Regions from separate parts of the Mus musculus genome. Here region 1 is linked to region 2. A link is a contact called in public Hi-C data. All regions are on one chromosome and are shown on one strand. Each heading gives the region's core, a stretch centred on a gene start, on an enhancer-like site or on the middle of the called end of the contact. The rest is flanking DNA. Distances are from core to core; before and after follow the strand shown.

Evidence for each region. Hi-C and Micro-C count contacts between places; a contact is called where the count stands out from the background.
Region 1: a contact with region 2 is called in a Hi-C map of the N1E-115 cell line, with 8 times the contacts expected there. The contact joins two enhancer-like sites. A contact is called at or near these places in 4 of 39 promoter capture datasets (the 3T3-L1 cell line, the HPC-7 cell line, HPC-7-derived erythroid cells and 1 more), 2 of 484 Hi-C or Micro-C datasets (the HPC-7 cell line and the N1E-115 cell line) and 2 of 115 datasets of contacts at active chromatin or transcription factors (astrocytes and embryonic midbrain).

The regions. Positions count from the first base shown.
Region 1 is chr3:134,628,076-134,630,976 of GRCm38.p6, reverse strand. No RefSeq gene overlaps it. Among named protein-coding and RNA genes, the nearest start is that of Tacr3, 200 kb to the left of the region's middle. Within about 2 kb of position 1,621, at least 48 of the 459 cell types and tissues checked have an H3K27ac peak or open chromatin away from gene starts, as enhancers often do. A contact at or near this core is called in the N1E-115 cell line, where this site is marked.
Region 2 is chr3:134,301,891-134,304,803 of GRCm38.p6, reverse strand. No RefSeq gene overlaps it. Among named protein-coding and RNA genes, the nearest start is that of Mir1895, 63 kb to the right of the region's middle. Within about 2 kb of position 1,488, at least 54 of the 459 cell types and tissues checked have an H3K27ac peak or open chromatin away from gene starts, as enhancers often do. A contact at or near this core is called in the N1E-115 cell line, where this site is marked.

The sequences.
Region 1 (2,901 bases), core at 372-2,871, 330 kb before region 2:
TTCACCACAAACAACACATTTAAACCATTCACACACACAACACACCATGTACACACACATACCACCCACATAACACATATACATACTCCACATTCACACATCACACAGACACAGCACACATGTCTTGCATACCCTACATAACACACACGCACACACATCTACTGCATTCAAAGGCTGTTTATTTTCACTTTTCCTTTCCCATGAACAAAGTGTCAGCCGCAGCAGAACTTACACAGATGGACGGAGAAGAAAGTCCTTACAACAAAGGTTAGCATGCTGCAGGGTTAAAAACCTCATTTTAATAGAGAAGAAAACCAACCAGCCAGAGTTTTTCACATTTCTCATCTGTGCTATTTGATGGTTGGGTAGTAAAATCATTAAATATTAGTGGACTCTGTCAAATTAGAGAACTAAGATAGCTATTTTCATAGATCAAACTGTATTTTTTTAGATCAAAGAAATGGCTTTTATTTTCTTGAGTTTTTGGTAGCGATTTGATTTTTTAAAACATTCTTGGGATTATGGTAATTACGTCATTTTCCTCCCTCGTCTGCCCAAACATGACCTGAGCGCTGACAACAGAAATCCACACCCTAAGTGGAAGGAATCGACACCCAGTGTGGAAGAATCACCCTACACTCAAGGAGACTCAACCCGAGACAAAGAACTGCAAGCAACCACCGAATGCTGACAGCGGGAGAAAGTGTTCCCCTGGGAAGAGCTCAGAATTGTAAAAGGCAACTTTTCAGAAAACAAAGTTAAAGATATCTTGCCTGGGTTCCCTTTCAAACTTCCATGATGCCCGGGTGTTGTTTCCTTCATTTTCTTATTTGCAGAAATTATTACTGAGAAGCATTCCATGTGGAATAAAGATTGAGTAGCTTTCAGTCTTGTAAGTCAAAAACATCTGGAATTACTCAGCCATTAATAAAAATTGCCAGCGCAGTTCAGAAATAAAAGCAGCACTAGGTGGCACTGGAAGATCGCGGCTCCGTGGCACTCGTTGCTCTTCGTTTTCTCCTATAATTCTCAAGGGGAAGAAGAGGAGCTATGGGGGGAAATCATGGCTACAGAGGTAAATATTAATTCATTTGCCTGCTTTTCCTGGAAGCTATTCCAGAATGTGTTCGTGAAAGCAAATGGCCAATTTACTAGAAGCTTCAGCACAAGGCCCATTAACCATCCCGTTTAGATATAATCAAAGACAGATAAAGGGATTTGCACCCTTGCTTCTGTGGGGGCTTCTGCTGTTCCATTTGCTGAGACTGATGACAGGGACATAGTGTTTAGCTACAGCTATAAAGATACGGATGGCCTCGTTCATAGGTAAATAATCAGTCATCACTTAAGAGATACACAGTTTCTTTCTTTTTTCCTAGCAGAGCAAACACAAAGGGTTGTTCTTTCTCTCTCTCTCTCTCTCTCTCTCTCTCTCTCTCTCTCTCTCTCTCTCTCTCTCTCTCTCTCTCTCTCTCTCTCTCTCTCCCTCTCCCTGAAATGGCATATATTCTAAGTCAGTGGAGTTATTTATTTTTCATTTTGCAATTCCTTCACACTAAGGGTCAGCTTGACTAACCCGCAGCAATGACTCATCTTTTATAGTTGAGGCGTTTGAACGGAAGTCCAGCCCTGCTTCTCCCCACACCCACCCTAATCTTCTTTCATGCGACCATGAAGCCAGCCTTTAAATCCAGCAGAAGATGTTTCTGTCATGCTCTCAAGCTATAAAATCCATTTCCAGGTCTGGAAGACGGGAATGATATGTGGATATTTGTTTAAAAAAAAAATCACGGTTTGTCTGTCCTCCTAGCTAGGTAATGTGAAAGGTCTTTAAATTCAAAATATTTCGAAACATACATCATTTCTTCAATGTCTTCTTCTCAATGGTAAAATGTTATTTTAAAATGGTCACTTTCTGAAGATTTTTTTTTTTTGTTGAATACGGAATTAGAATTCATTTTATCTCTTAAAAATCAGAATGTAATATATATTGATCATATTTTTCCCATCCCCCAACTCTTCCCAGATTCCCCACCATCATCCAACTTTATGTTCTTTTTCCTTTCTTAAAAAACAAAAATATAAAACAGTAAAAAGTACACACACACACACACACACACAAACACACACGGGGGGGGGGATCTTGTCCATCTTGTATTGAAAGCCTTTTAGAAGAATTTTTAAAATATATTTCTTGAAATTTTCACTTTTGTGTATACAATGGATTTGATAACACCACCTCTCTCCCCTCCTTTAATTTTACATATTTAATAGCTCATAGAAATTGTGTGGCATATTTGTGGTTTTGTCAGCCACAGGATCCATTTCTCTCCTAGTGTTTTATTCTTTCCTTTAGCAGAGACCTGGATTGGAGCAGGCCTATTTAAACATGGGATTGGTCATACCTGGTGCTCTGGACTAGGGAATCATCCTGAGCTGGCCGACAGACATCCTGAGCTGGCCGACAGACATCCCGGATGTGAACGGGAAGCATCAGTTGTTCCTTTTAGCTTTTTTTCCTTCCTCCTCCTTCATTTCTTCTCTCCTTCTCTTTCCTTTCATTTTGTCTCTCCTCTATTCTTGTCCTCATTATAGATGTTTAAAATTAATTTTGGAATTCGCACTCCCTTAAGAGTTCCCCACAGATCATTTCTTCCCATTCTCTGGCTAATTGTTAACACTTTTAACATATAACAAAGAAAATTACTATTTGTGTAACAGTCAGAGTATTCCATGTTTGAGAAAAGACAAATTAACATGTTTCTTTTCTTTTCCCCCTTTATTCCTCCAAGTTGGTTAGTTTAAGATCAAGGATAATATCATACACAGTATGATAACAGAGAGACAGTATCTCCTTAGTACACAATGCAATCAATTAGGAATAAGTCAAGAAACTGAATG
Region 2 (2,913 bases), core at 239-2,738:
TAAGTAAATTCACTGAGCCCAAGAACATAAGGAGAAATATAAGCTCTCACGGTAATTTATTGTAAAAGTTGGTACAGTGTGCAGAAAGCTGCCAAATATAGAAGTGGCAACTTCTACTTGGGAAAACAAGGAACAGTCAAATGAGATGTGCGATTTAATGCTGATACATCCACTGGTCAAACTCTCCCATTAGCATGTGTACACACACACACACACACACACACACACACACACACACACTCATGCACACACACATACACAGGCACACATACTTCTCCTTTTTGGTGGTAGGAATGCCCAGCTTGTACAGATTCCCTCAGATTTCTGCAGATAAATGTCTCATTAAATCCCTGGATTCTCTGCCTCTACTTGTTTGAATCTGAATGATTGAGTGGGCTGAGTAAAAAGTGTATAGGTTATCCAGCATCCTGGTCCTTCTTTCCGGATTATCTTTCCAGTTGCTAAGAGTAAGTGCTTGTTGTAACTTTAATTTTAGGATCCCACTCTGATAGTCATCTGGCTTTCAGGAAGCAAAAACTTCTGACAAAGGCATTAGCCAAAAGCAGACTTTCATAGTTTTCCAAGTTTGTATAAAATTGACTTTGAAGTTGTATTGCTCATTGCTCTCCTTCTTTGAATGCAATCTCTCTCTCTCTCTCTCTCTCTCTCTCTCTCTCTCTCTCTCTCTCTCTCTCAGTTTGTGATCAGCTTGAACATGTTGGAAAATAAAAGTAAATAAACACATACCGTAGGAAATGGGCCAAAAAAAAATTAATGTGTTTGGCATGTTTTAGTTAGATACTTTGACAGGGAAATTCCAGTCTTAATTGGATACCTTAATTATTTCTTCTTGCTAAAGTAAACCTTTATTGATAAGGCACAGCTCAAATGTACCTTTCGCTTGCTGTGATTACTCCTATACCAAGGCTAAGTCATGAAGCCTGGTGCTTCCTCTCTCCTTTATTTCTGTCCTCAGCTTTTATGCTTGCTTAGGATACCAGAAAAAAATGAGACGGATTCAAAAGACTCTTGGCCAATATAGCTACTTCTTTTTCTGAATATTAGTAATCATGGGAACTTTTTATAGAACACCTAAAATTCAAATTAAGCCTCTGGAGACAATAGGCCTTTGTGTATGTTGTGCGAAACCTCCCTGTCTCCCTGTCCCCTTTGTTGTCTGAACGTATTTCACCCTTCTGTCAAAGTGTGTCCACTCTCACCTCTCCTCTGGCATAGCTGGCTTCTCTCCAGTCTCCAAAACTGCATGTTTGACTCTCATCTGACACCTTTATTTGATAGAGTCACAACACTTCTTTGCATAATAAGCAGGCGCTCCCTCGCCGGTGGAAAGGTAATTAAAAAAATGTTTAGATTTTTGTTTCCATAGCTGTAACAGTATAAATGAAACTTCTGCTCAATTAGGGCACCAGTGTCAGAGAGAGGGGGGAGGGGAGCGACCGGTCTTTTAATCAGGGAGCGAGTTCTATGCTTACACGCCTCAGCCCTAGAGATCCTGGTTTGTGATTCTCCCTCCCCCTTGGAAAGGAATCTTTAAATAAAGATGTCTTCATCTGAATTGACCACCGTTTATAAAAGCAAATCTGACTGGGGCTGGGCTGTCTGTGCCGAAGGAACATTCCTCCCCATTACAGCAGCATTTGCACATTTATAGGAAGAATAAAGGAAAAGATGCACGATACATGTGAAGCAGCCTTCTCTCTGCCGTGCAGAGAAAGAAGAACTAAAAGGATTATAAAAGTTCAGATTAAAATGATATAAAATCTAGCATTTGGCTCCAATACTAGCGCCTTGGTCCTCTGAAGCTAATCTGTATGCACTCTGTGACCTCCTCGCAGCGAACCCTGCTAAATATATTATTCCCACGGGGGCTTTCACTGCTGCTTGGTGTCAGAAATCAATATGTATGAGGCGCGTGGATGGGAATTTCTAATAGATCTGCCTGGCCCTGTGCTGCTTTTCAATATCTGCCTTGGACTATTAGTGCCGGCTCGGTGCCTGTGAAATAACCGAGATAATCTTTTAAGGTGCACTGTTAAGGTGGAACCTAAATGTTGCTGTTTCAATTAAAACAAAAATTATATTCATAAATCAGTCAGTCGGGTCTGTGTAACCTTGCACAGTCACTCTGGAAAGCTGATTAAAAACAAGGTGGGATTTAGAGCTTTGGGGAATGGAATGCTATTTTTAACTTCTATTTAGAGTTCAGAGAAAGATTTTGCATTTTAAGGCTAATGATGTGTTTGGGGGGGGGGAAGGGTGATCAGATCAGAAATGAAATTTAGAAGGCTCAGAGTTCTCACACTAAGAAATGGTTGTTTGGTCATCTTATGTAAAAGAAGAGGGGGGAAAGAGAAATACACAGGAAAAAGCATTTCCACCTTATTAGATGAGAATATATCTGTATACTTCTTCTTTATATAATTTGTTCACATGAAAATTAGTGCACGGGTGAATTTGAGAGACAGTTGTATAAACTAATTTCATCACTCTATGCACTTGTGCTATGTCATTTTTTTGTACTTCCCTATGAATAGCTGTTTGGAGAGAAGAGTGAATGAGAAAGCAGATCATTACACTTCCAGGTTACCTAGCCCTTAACCAGTGAGCATCTTCTTTTCCGCAGCTAATTGTCAAGGCCCTGTGCAAAGAGCAATGGGTCTAAGCTGAACCAGGAGTATGGAACCAGGCTCTTGCTTCCTGTTGTTTGCTTCTTTGTTTTAAACCACTACTAGTCCAATTTAATGCCTAGGCATTCGGGAACCCAGAACTGGCTGGTGAACAAGTTTTCTCATTATAATGGGACAGTAGAAGTATCAGTATCAGTATGAATGGAGAAGGTGGAGGTAGTCTATTATCCACACATACATGCATCCAACTTTTCATATACTGAGA